Linked DNA regions of Rattus norvegicus: regions 1 and 3 are each linked to region 2. Evidence: chromatin contacts called from public Hi-C data. All regions are on one chromosome and are shown on one strand. Each heading gives the region's core, a stretch centred on a gene start, on an enhancer-like site or on the middle of the called end of the contact. The rest is flanking DNA. Distances are from core to core; before and after follow the strand shown. Region 1 overlaps Fhod3 (formin homology 2 domain containing 3). Region 2 holds the start of Fhod3 (formin homology 2 domain containing 3). Region 3 overlaps Fhod3 (formin homology 2 domain containing 3).

Region 1 (3,446 bases), core at 357-2,856, 140 kb after region 2:
TGCACCCTGCCTTCCTGACAACTGAGGGACTGGCTAGCCCTGGCCGCCTTGCTGCCTCCCGGGCTTAGGAACAATACCGGCATGCAGTACTCAGTGCTGAAGGAAAAGCAGTTAGGAAATATTCTGGGATGGAAGGAGAGGAATAAATGGGAGGCATTCTCAGTGTTTCCATTGATTTTTTTTTCTTTTGTTTTGGTCATATCTGTGGAATGGTAAAAATAACTATCACAGTTCTTTTAGTAGGAAATACTTCTTAATGGTATTTTACTAAGAGAGATTTGTTTTCCATTGGTATGGCTCTAACGCATTGGATAAACCTCCATTGTGTGTGTGTGTGTGTGTGTGTGTGTGTGTGTGTGGTATGTGTGTATGTGTGTGTGTGTGGTATGTGTGTATGTGTGTGTGGTATGTGTGTATGTGTGTGTGTGTGGTATGTGTGTATGTGTGTGTGTGTATGTGTATGTGTGTGTGTGTGTGTGGTGTGTGTGTGTGTGGTGTGTGTGTGTATGTGTGTGTGTATATGTGTGTGTGGTGTGTGTATATGTGTGTGTATGTGTGTGTGGTATGTGTGTATGTGTGTGTGGTGTGTGTGTATGTGTGTGTGTATGTGTATGTGTGTGTGTATGTGTGTGTGTATATGTGTGTGTGGTGTGTGTGTATGTGTGTGTGTGTTACATGTGTTCCCACACATGTGTGTGGATGCCTGGGCACATGTATGTAGAGGCCAGGGATTGATGTTGAGTGTCTTCTCTATCACTTTCTGTCAGACTTCCTAAGAAAATATGATAGGGGTTGGGGTCTCCCATAAACTTGGAATATCGTCTAGTCTGGCTAGCAAGCTTGGGGCGCTCCCTTCTCCTGCCTCCCAGTGCTGAGATTATAGGTTACACAACACCCAGCTTTCGCATGTGTCCCGAGGGTCTGCGCAGCAAATATTCTGTCTACTGAGCCATCTTCTCAGTCCCTAAGCTTGCATTTATAAAACCTCTTTCAGTATCACAGTTTAGTAAATGTGTCTAAGGAAATAATTAAAAAACTAACCAGGCATGGTGGCACACACTTGCAATTCCAGCACTCAGGAAGCTGAAGCAGGAAGATTACGTGTTCCAGCCTGGGCTATGTAGTAAGATCCCAGGAAACCCTAATCCATGCCCTGCCGTCTCAGACTCCGGGATGAGCCAACGGCTACCACAGCACACACTTTTCAACAGCACAGACCTTGGTTCTGGCTGGTCCGATGGCAGGTTGAGCAGACTGGGCTGTGGCGTTCAGGAGAGCAGCAAACATGCCCTTTTCCACTTGGAGTTGGTTCTCCTGCCCTTCCCCCATCGGGTGCCATCTGACTGACGAGAGCCAGCAGTCAGACGGGAGTATACAGGGCCCTGTACCCTTCTGCAGAATCTCTGTGTGTAAACATAACTGAGAAAGACGTGTACCTCCAGAGTGCACCTTGCATATGCCTGCATATTTTTATCCGCCACCTGTACTTTTCCAGTGTTTTCCAGGCCCCCTGTGGAGTTAGTGCAGCCTTGGTTCCTGTTGAACTGCTTTGTTCTGAGCAGTGAACGGTGACAGGTGAGCCTGACTCTGGCTCCTAGGACAATTATAATTAACCACGAGCCTCAAATAAACCCCTTAGCTATGCAAGATTTTCCCTCTTCGTGTGACCTTGGCTGGTCTGAGACAGATCAACTTCTGACTGGTGATTGCAGCAAATGCAGACTATCGCTCAGGGAACAGGGAGCCGTGCGTTATCAGACCAGGGTTACAGGCTGTGTATGCCGATGGTTTCCCCTCTCTCCTTGAGAGATCAAGAGGGAAAGCTCCATTGGATGCATGCAATAGAAAATATTTAGGATAGAGGGGCCGAGGAGATGACCCAGTCTGGGGTTGGATGGAAGTATTGTGGAAAGCCAGACATGGGGGACACACATCTGTAACCCCAGAACTGGGTGGAAGGAGCGTGGCAACAGGCAGATCACTGAAGCTCCCAAACTCAACTGATGAGCTCCAGGTGCAGTGAGAGATCCTGTCTCAACAATAAGATGGGCAGTGATTGGAAAGGTACTCATGCCAGCCTCTGGTCTCCCCATGCATGTTTACATACATGTGTGCACATACTATGCTCAGGTGCACACATGCACGAAGGAAAGTATTTAGAAACGAAATGGTTATTTTGTGTGAGTGTGTGTGAAACAACATGGGCTCCTGCGTCATGGATAAGAATAAAAAGAATAGGGTTATAGACATCAAGCAGCTTGCAAGTTTTAAACAGATTATCAAGGTTCTTCCTGGAATGGCGGGGAGAGGGTCACTAGCCTATGGCTTCTCCATGTGTGGCAGTTAATGGTGGGGTCAGAGAGAGTCCCACTCCATCGCCTTCTTGTACTGAGTTCTGAGGGTTGAACTCAACATTGTAAGAAAGCCCTGCTAACTCCCTGGTCTTCCCCAGCCACATGGGAAAGAATCACAGAACCAAGAGTAACACCTTCTTTCTGTCATGAGATGACTTGTCTCACGCAATTTATTCAGTGTGTCCAGTATGAGTAGCCATCTCTTGTCTCTTCCCCCAGCTAACCTCCTAAAGGGCCCTACTCACAGAGCACTGTAACCCATTGAGTTAGACTCTCTTCCCACCCCTACCTGCTGAAGCTCAGCTTTGTCTCTATCCTCCATTCCATCTATCTCCATCTTCCTGTCCTTCTTGTCACTATCGCAAAAGTTTAGCTATCGCACAGAAAGAGACAGGCTGTTCATTCACGGTGTACTCACGGTACTTCAGCGAGTTCTCCAGTGCCAGAGGAATAACCTGGTGTTGGACTTGGCTTTCTTGGCAATCTGACACCGCATGAGACATGGCCATGCAGATGACTCAAGGAGGTTGAAAGCATCTCCTAGTGGGTTGTCCTGTGTCCCTCATTGGCAGTTACAGATATTTGGTAGGGTTGTTGGCTGGGAGAGCATCTTGGCTGGGGAGAGCATCTTCAGATGTGGTTCAAAGCTGTGTAGTAAACACAAGCTTTGTTAAGAATATCTAGTTTTTGTAAGAATTTTGGCTTGAATCCAAACATGAAAGGGTGTCTGAATCTAGCAATAAAAAGTCAGGGTGTTCAGAAAGCAAAGAGGCAGCTTTTATAATTTTCTATTATTGCCAGATTTTTAAAAAATCCCACAAGTCTTGCTTGAGAGGATGAGAGTGGAGACGCCACTGCCGAGTGGGAGGGGACAGATTGTAATGTGTCTGGACTTGAATTTCTCCTGTCTGAACCAGGTAGCTGAAGCACTTACCCTCCCTCCATCTTCCTGGGAGTGATCCCTGAGCTTAGAAAAGCTAACCTGGCTCACAGTGTCACTCTCAGAAGTCATTTAGGGAGGGCCTCTGTCTCTGCTTCATCGTGTTCTGTGTCGTGGGCAGACGTGGGCATAGGTAAACGGTAGCCTCATAA
Region 2 (3,763 bases), core at 875-3,374:
TGTGGGGGAGATGGGGGCTATGAGCATTGTGGAGCGAATGAGGGGAATATGAGGTTTTGTTGGAATGAGGGGTGGATAAGAATGGTGTGGCAGAAATGGGAACATGAGAAGCAAGAGAAGACTTTTTCCACTGCCATCTTTGCACAACTCTCACACCACATTAACTACAAAGACTTTGCAAAAAGATCCTTGAATTCATATACTTTCTCAAAAACCTGCCCCTTCTACATACTTATACAACGCACAAAAGGAAAAGAAAAAGAAACAAGAGAAAGAAGCTGCCTTAGTTCCTTCCTTGTTGCTAAGATAAAGCACCTGGCACAGCAACTTAAGGAGGGAAAGTTTTCTTTGGACTCATAGTAAAGAAAGGGTCTAGACTTTTATGGCAGGGAAAGCAGGCAGCTGGAGTGTGAGGTGGCTACGTTGTTTCCACAGTCAGAAAACACAGGGATGGATGCCTGCGCAGCTTGCTTTCTCTTACTTAGGGCTCGCCCATGGTGGTAGCTTCATCCACAGCTCAGGGTGGGTCTTCTTTTCCTCACTCAAACTTTCCTGCAAACATCGTTCTATAATGCTTCAGAGGCATGTTACCATGGCGATTCTAAATACAGTCAAGTTGACAATACATATTAACCATCACAAATCCAAAAAAGTATGATTCCAGTATGGTGCATCACCTTGTTAGAGAGACTGGGGCAGGAGGATCATGAATTTGAGGCCAGGAGGAACTTCATCAATGCCTCTACCCTTGCTTTTGAGATGGAATCTCTTTACTATGTAACTTTGAATGTCCTGGGACTCACTATATAGATTAGGCTGTCGTCAAACTTATAGAAAGTTGCCTGCCTCTGCCTCCTGAGTGAGGTGTGCATTATACCCAGCTAAAAGAGCCACAAAGGAAATCTTCAGGATAGGGCCCTACATTGAAACACACACACACACACACACACACACACACACACACACACACACACACACACACAAACTTGTGGGGAATCCACAAAGAATGCATGTGAAAGATTCGAGTGAGGCTGCTAAGTGAAGGGCAAGGGTTTCTTTTCTCTTGAAACCAGAGAAAAGGGAGAGGGACGTACTATGGAGGCATCATGGGTGTGAAGAACGGCTGGATATATTGATTATTAGGGCGACCGAGAGGGATTAGGTATCAGTAATGTGATCTGGGAATGGAAAAGGTAGTCAGTTCTCTTTGGAAACGTAAGGGGTCGCCCGTGAGCAGCAAGGAGAACGGTGATCTGCTGCATGGTATTGCCAGCCTAGAGGAAGAAGGCAGGCTGTCAAGCTACATGCCAAGTCCCTGTTGCGAGGGAGGCCCCCTAACTCCCAGTCCGGTTCTTCTCCGCATCTTCACCATTCCGGGGTCTGACTAGAAGCACCCTTCTTTCTCTGTCGCAGAAGGTCAAGTTAGACCTTACTGAGGAGAGGGGTGATAATGGACAGGTTCAACTATAACTCTCAGGCAGCTGTCCGGGCCCAGTTTTGGGGTCGCCGAGCCTCTCTTTGCAGTCTTCCAATTCTCACTGCAGGTTCCCTGGCTCAAGAAATGCTGCTGGGATTCATAACCTCCGCTCCCCCCCCCCCCCCCCCCCTTCTTAGCTTCTTTTCACTCCGGCGCAAACCTCCCTGGAATCCTCTCCAGGGCTTAGGATCGCTATCTCCCAGTCACAGGCCTGCAGAGAGCTTTGCTCCCGGGTCTCTGGGTGCCCAGCAACAGGGAGACCGGCTCTGTCGCTCTCGTCTGGGAAGGGTTGTGCTGTGCCCTGTTCTAGGGGGAACATAGTCTGAAGACTGCCTTGTCCCCAGTCTAGAGCCAGCGCTCCGAGGCTGGTGCGTCCGTAACTGGGCGACCGGCACACGTGCAGAGAGCTCTGCGCAGGGGCGTTCCTGCGCGTTGATTGCTGCTAGGCTCAGGGCTGCCGACTCTGCGCTTGTAGCTCTCTCATTCCCTGTCCCTGCAGCGGTCGCGAAGGTCGGGGAAGCCCGGTCCGGTGGCTGGTAAACCGAGCAGGGGAGGAGCCCGAGGGGGAGCGGGAGGAGGAGGGGGCGCAGCCCCGCCCCCGCCCCGCCCCCCGTGGCCGGAGTCCTGGCTGCAGCCGGGCGCGCTGTAGCCTGCTAGCCCGCGAGCCTGTTAGCGGCGGCGGCGGCGGCGGCGGCAGCTTCTCCGCACACACCCGGCGCCCCCGCCTGCGCGGCCCGCTGACCCCGGGGCCCGTGCCCCACGGGGCAGGGATGCATCATGGCCACGCTGGCTTGTCGCGTGCAGTTCTTGGACGACACCGATCCTTTCAACAGCACCAACTTCCCAGAGCCCAGCCGGCCACCGCTGTTCACATTCCGCGAGGACCTGGCTCTGGGCACCCAGTTGGCCGGGGTCCATCGGCTGCTGAGGGCGCCACACAAGGTAAGATCGGGAGGGATAGGTGGGAGGCTGGAGACGCAACCCCTGCAGCTGTGCCTGCCGGGGTGAGGGCGCTGAAGTCGGGCTGAACTGGTCGAGGCCCTAGGGACACGCGCCCAAGGGCATATGCCACTGAGGCTTAGGCAAAGGGGCCAGGAGCACCCAGAAGCTAGCGCACGACTCTCTGTGCCTGGCGGGAAGGACAGCTCTATGCCCCAGTGCAGATCTTAGGGCGAGCGGGGCCCAGCAGGTGCCATGCCGGCCGGAGGCGGGTTGCATTAGGATCTCCGTGGCCTCTCCGTTAGCTCGGCCTGGTGGGCGGGGTGCAGCTTGGTCGCCCGGGCGATCAACCTGGGTACCCCGCCTGGCCCAGAGCCGAGCGCGGAAAGAGCCCTGGGGACTGCGGAACCCGGTTTTCTTGAAGAGAGCCCTGAAAGATGCCGGGGTCAGAAGCTCTGTTGGGCCTCCCTGGCACTGTGGGCGGCTGGGCGACCCTCGCGACAAAGCACGCTTTCCGGGAACACCTCCCCCTCTTCCCTCTGGGAAGGGGCGCGCACTGCGATAACTAGCGTTCACACTATCCCGTTTTTTCTTTTTTTCTTCCGAGGAGCAGGTGGCCTCAGGAACCTTGGAGAAGCAGCCCCTGTGGGAGGAAGGGCGGGGGCGCGGGCAAGGGGCGCACAAAGCCTCGGCCCAGGAGCCCCAAGTGAGTGTCCCCTGGGAAGAATGGCGTCTCAGTCCACCCGTTAGAGTTTTCTTTTCATGTCTTTTCTTTCTTTTTTAACCCTTTGAAGGAGGCCAGGCGTCTTGCAAAGTGATTGTGAAGAGCCAGGCATTGGAAGCTAATCATTTAGCTCCCCGGGAAAACCTTTCCTCCCGCTTACACAGATTGACTGCACCTTGAACGGTTTCCCTCCTTGATGTATTTTCTGTTTAGGTCCACATCAAAGTTTTGAGTTAAATAATTCCTTGAGAATCAACATGGACAAACATTTGGGAGAGAGAACTCTTAATTTCAAGAGCAAAAGTGATTTTTCGAAAAATCCTTGGGCTTTCGGTTAAGATGCCCACTTGTTTTGAAAGGAAAGTAGGAGGCCGTGCAAATGTTTGGTAGTGGTGCCCTCTTGCTCCCAGTTCCTTAGTGCTCCGTCCCTCCCACTAGTAACTAACCCGTTTGTTTTGAATGAGGATTGGGGCAGATCCCTCTCATTCCTTCCGTACTGGTGCGGAGTGGCTAGATTCTTAGATTCTTTCTGATCATGGAGCACCATACCCAGAGAGACAGAGGCTTAAGAATCGCTTTAGTAAGTTCCTGCCCCATCTTCAGCAGTGGATTCAGTTAAAAGT
Region 3 (3,514 bases), core at 547-3,046, 250 kb after region 2:
GGAAATAGCTATTAAATAGATGGAATCTACTACACAGGCCAAGACGGCAGGAAGGGTGGGGGTGCACACTCGCCTGCTGCCTGTGGCCCTGCAAGGACTGTAAGGTTCATCTGTATCAGTGTACACGGGAGTGCTGCCAGCTCTAGGGGATGGGGAGTGGGAAAGGTCAGGTCAGAAGGCCAGGATACCCAAGACCATAAACATCTTACTCATTGTTAAGATTTTCTTCTATTAGACCTTCGTTTTCAGCCAGGTAGTGTCGTTGATGGGATGTTTCGTGGTTTTGTCCTTTGTGTAGGGATGGTATTTTAAGCATGTGTATATTATAAAACCATTTTTGTCTTTGAAGGCTGTGTCATCTAGTAGCATTTGTCAGCACTATGCCTTGTCATCATGACTGCTACTATTTCTATTCTCTCATCACCCTAAACAAATTCTGCATCCATTGGACAAAGCCTCCAGTCTCCCCTCAGCCCCTCTCTGGGTCTCTGAACTTGGCTGGTTCATTTGGCCGTTTCACGTAAGTTCAGGCCCTCCATGTGTGTCCGTCCTTTGGTGTTTGGCTTCCTCTGCTTGGCAGAATGTCTTTTATAAGGACTGTCCATGTTATGACATATATGACATATAGATAACCACACAGTTACTGCATTTGTACCTATTAAGAACACACACACACACACATACACACACACACATACACACACAGACACAGACACAGACACACACACACACACACACACACACACACACATATATATATATATATTTCAGGTTTGGGAGCCAGATAATATAGTGCATTTGCATAATCACTAGAGGTTAAATTACTGTGTTTTTTCATCTTTTAAAAGAAAGGTTATTTTTTTTTTCATGTTCCTTCTCTGTAAGTCAGCAAGTTTGGTTAACTGGGGATTATGGTCCCACGAGGAATGTTTCTGGTTCTGAATATTTTGGCACGTGTTGCCATTGCTCTAGATAATAGGTTCTCGACTTATGGCTTATGACCCCCCTTTAGGAGTCTCATATCAGACATCCTGCAGATCAGATATTTACATTATGATTTGTAACAGTAGCAAAATTACAGTTATGAAGTAGCAACACAGTATATTTATGGTTGGAGGTCACCACAATGTGCGGAACTGTATGAAAGGGCTGTGGCGTTAGTAAGGTGGAGAACCACTGTCCTATCTCATCAACTCATATTCTTAGAGGACATTCAGCAAACAGAACACTTGCAGAGAGTGTAGATTTAACTAGGGGGTTGGGCTAGGGATGATCGCCCTGGATCTGTACTTTAGAAGGTCTCCCCGCTGGAGAGCTTTAGTACAGATAGTACACTAAGAAGAAACAGAGGTCTTGTCCCGGGTTTGCTTTTTATGCTACACGAAGTGGAGATAGTAGCAGAATGTTCAGATTGTGCTTGTGAAACTGCCTGTGAAGCATGTGTCTGTGTATAGCTGGCTGCGAACCAGTGGGGGTGGGAAAACTGGTCTAGCAATTTGGATCCTAGATGCAAGCAGACCAGGCAGACAGAGACCAGAGTCGTCTACCCTGTCTCTGTCCATCTCACTGGAGAATGCGGAGGCTTAGTCTTCAGGATGCCAGCACTCTGGCTTTCCCTGTGCTTCTCCTTCGGTGTTGGCTAGCAGCAGGAACTGAGCTCTTCGGGAAGAGCCTGGTTGGGGGAAGGTTCACACCAAATGCAGGTCTTCATAGCAAGCTGTATGACTAGAGCATCACCGCCACCCGAACCAGACTCACACCTACATCTAGATAGCTCAGGCGGCGGAGGCCAGGCCTCAGGGAGGGATGGCAGAGGGGTGGCTCACGACTTCCAGCGCAGTGACTATTCTCTGTGACTGGCCTAGGAGGGCTGGCCTGAGCCACGTCAGTGTCTGGGGTGCTAGCTGTAAGGTAATCACAGGACACGCGTTCTGTGGGCCTCTCAGATAAGCAGCAGATCCCCACTCTGGAATATGACAAGAGAGAGAATCAGAGGAGTTTCTGTAAGTTAGTGCATGTCTTAAGCGAAGGTTTTCAAGAAAGTTAAAATTCAGTGGTTAGAGTTTTAAATACAGATACAGAATTAACATATTGGGACAAGGTTTGCTTCTGTTTAAACTCACAGAAGTGTGCTCCAGATTTTTTTTAGATGTTCTACCTTCCTGCTTATTAATAAGGCAGATTTGTGAAACGCCAACAGGTGGACATGCCTAATAGAAGTGCGCCCCCTCGTGCCCCAAACTTTACATAACATCCCTGCAAGCGCCTTGAGTAACATTAGAAGGGAAATGGTAACTTTTAAGCTGGAGAGCTCTGGGGAGTGTTCGGGTTAAGTCTCTTGTCTCTGTGAGTTCTTGGTAACGACTACAAAACAGAACTTTTCAAAAGAGGATCTAGGAATATGACAAAAGGTTCGGGAGGCTCAGACCTACTAATCGATTGCCATTTGGGGATCCTTATCTAGCTATGGCAAATGTAGACTAGGCAAGGTTGAGAGAGGCTGGGGCACATAGATGCTACCTAGTGGTGTAATGAGGCCATTTCTGTGCTGGTGGCTGGCAAGGGTCTTTGAAACCAAGCAGAAGGGTGAGAATGTTACTGGTGGGAAGGTGTGTGAACACGCCAGACACAGACATTGAGTCCTCTCTACACGGCATCAAATGATTTAAGAGGCTGACCATTTGGTGCCATAATGTCCTGAGGAAAGGAAGGCCGACTAGAAAGACCCACGTAAGTGTTCTTGAAGGACTCTTCCCACAGTGCTAATTAGTGTACATGTTCTGAGAAGATCTTCAGCCCAAAGTTTTGTAACTTCAGTTCTAGCTTGGTGGGTTTTTTTTTTTTTTTTTTTTTTTGCATCAACATTCCAGGGTAGGGAAAGGTTGGTACTATTTACTAAAATTGGAAAATTTGCATTGTAAATTCTGTTCGATGCAAGCAGGGAATTCAGAACTGTGACACCTCATCGGAGCTCTTTGTGCTGATTAAATTTCTGTCTCCAGGCCAGAATTGGCAGCTTACTCTACTTAATTCTCATGGAGTAATGGTGTTGAAAGAGTATTTCTTTGACAGTTGCCCTCGGGGAAAACTGGGCGAGGCTTGTTATTTAGGCCAGACAATCAAGTGGAAGAAAATAACAATAATGTGAACCGTAGGTCTTCATTTTACTCTGACATTACCAGCCTCCATTTTCAATATTTATAGGGGTGGGGAGGCTGGCGAATAGTGGAAATCAGAAAAGAACAAATCAACCTCAAAGTTCAGAGTGAATTTGAATGGTCCGATTTAAGTAAGTTAGAATCCCATCTTTAAGTTAGAAACCCTTCCCAGAAATCAGGATTGAGTATTCGTTATGGTGTGCTCATGTGTTCCTCTGTGTGTGTGTGTGCGCGTGCGTGTATGTCTGCATGTGTGTGGGCGCATGTGCGTGTGTCCATGTTCATTTGCCCAGTCATTGCTCCCTCAAGCTAACTCGGATTTGAAAAGTCATCGCTGGTGTCAGAGTCCTACTCTA

The links. A called contact is a pair of places that touch in the nucleus more often than the background predicts.
Region 1: a Hi-C map of kidney shows a contact between it and region 2, with 2.2 times the contacts expected there. The contact joins the enhancer-like site here to the promoter of Fhod3 in region 2. A contact is called at or near these places in 2 of 12 Hi-C or Micro-C datasets (Schwann cells and kidney).
Region 3: a contact with region 2 is called in a Hi-C map of frontal cortex, with 4 times the contacts expected there. The contact joins the enhancer-like site here to the promoter of Fhod3 in region 2. A contact is called at or near these places in 10 of 12 Hi-C or Micro-C datasets (the A7r5 cell line, Schwann cells, frontal cortex and 5 more) and 1 of 1 datasets of contacts at active chromatin or transcription factors (oligodendrocytes).

What each region holds. Positions count from the first base shown.
Region 1 is chr18:16,404,060-16,407,505 of GRCr8, forward strand. All of the region lies in intron 3 of Fhod3 (formin homology 2 domain containing 3), which reads left to right. Among named protein-coding and RNA genes, the nearest start is that of Fhod3, 140 kb to the left of the region's middle. Within about 2 kb of position 1,607, at least 4 of the 93 cell types and tissues checked have an H3K27ac peak or open chromatin away from gene starts, as enhancers often do. A contact at or near this core is called in kidney, where this site is marked.
Region 2 is chr18:16,265,887-16,269,649 of GRCr8, forward strand. Fhod3 (formin homology 2 domain containing 3) reads left to right here and starts at 2,125. Exons shown (of 28, transcript NM_001415720.1): 1 at 2,125-2,419. The coding sequence starts at 2,255.
Region 3 is chr18:16,514,580-16,518,093 of GRCr8, forward strand. All of the region lies in intron 5 of Fhod3 (formin homology 2 domain containing 3), which reads left to right. Among named protein-coding and RNA genes, the nearest start is that of Tpgs2, 250 kb to the right of the region's middle. Within about 2 kb of position 1,797, at least 6 of the 93 cell types and tissues checked have an H3K27ac peak or open chromatin away from gene starts, as enhancers often do.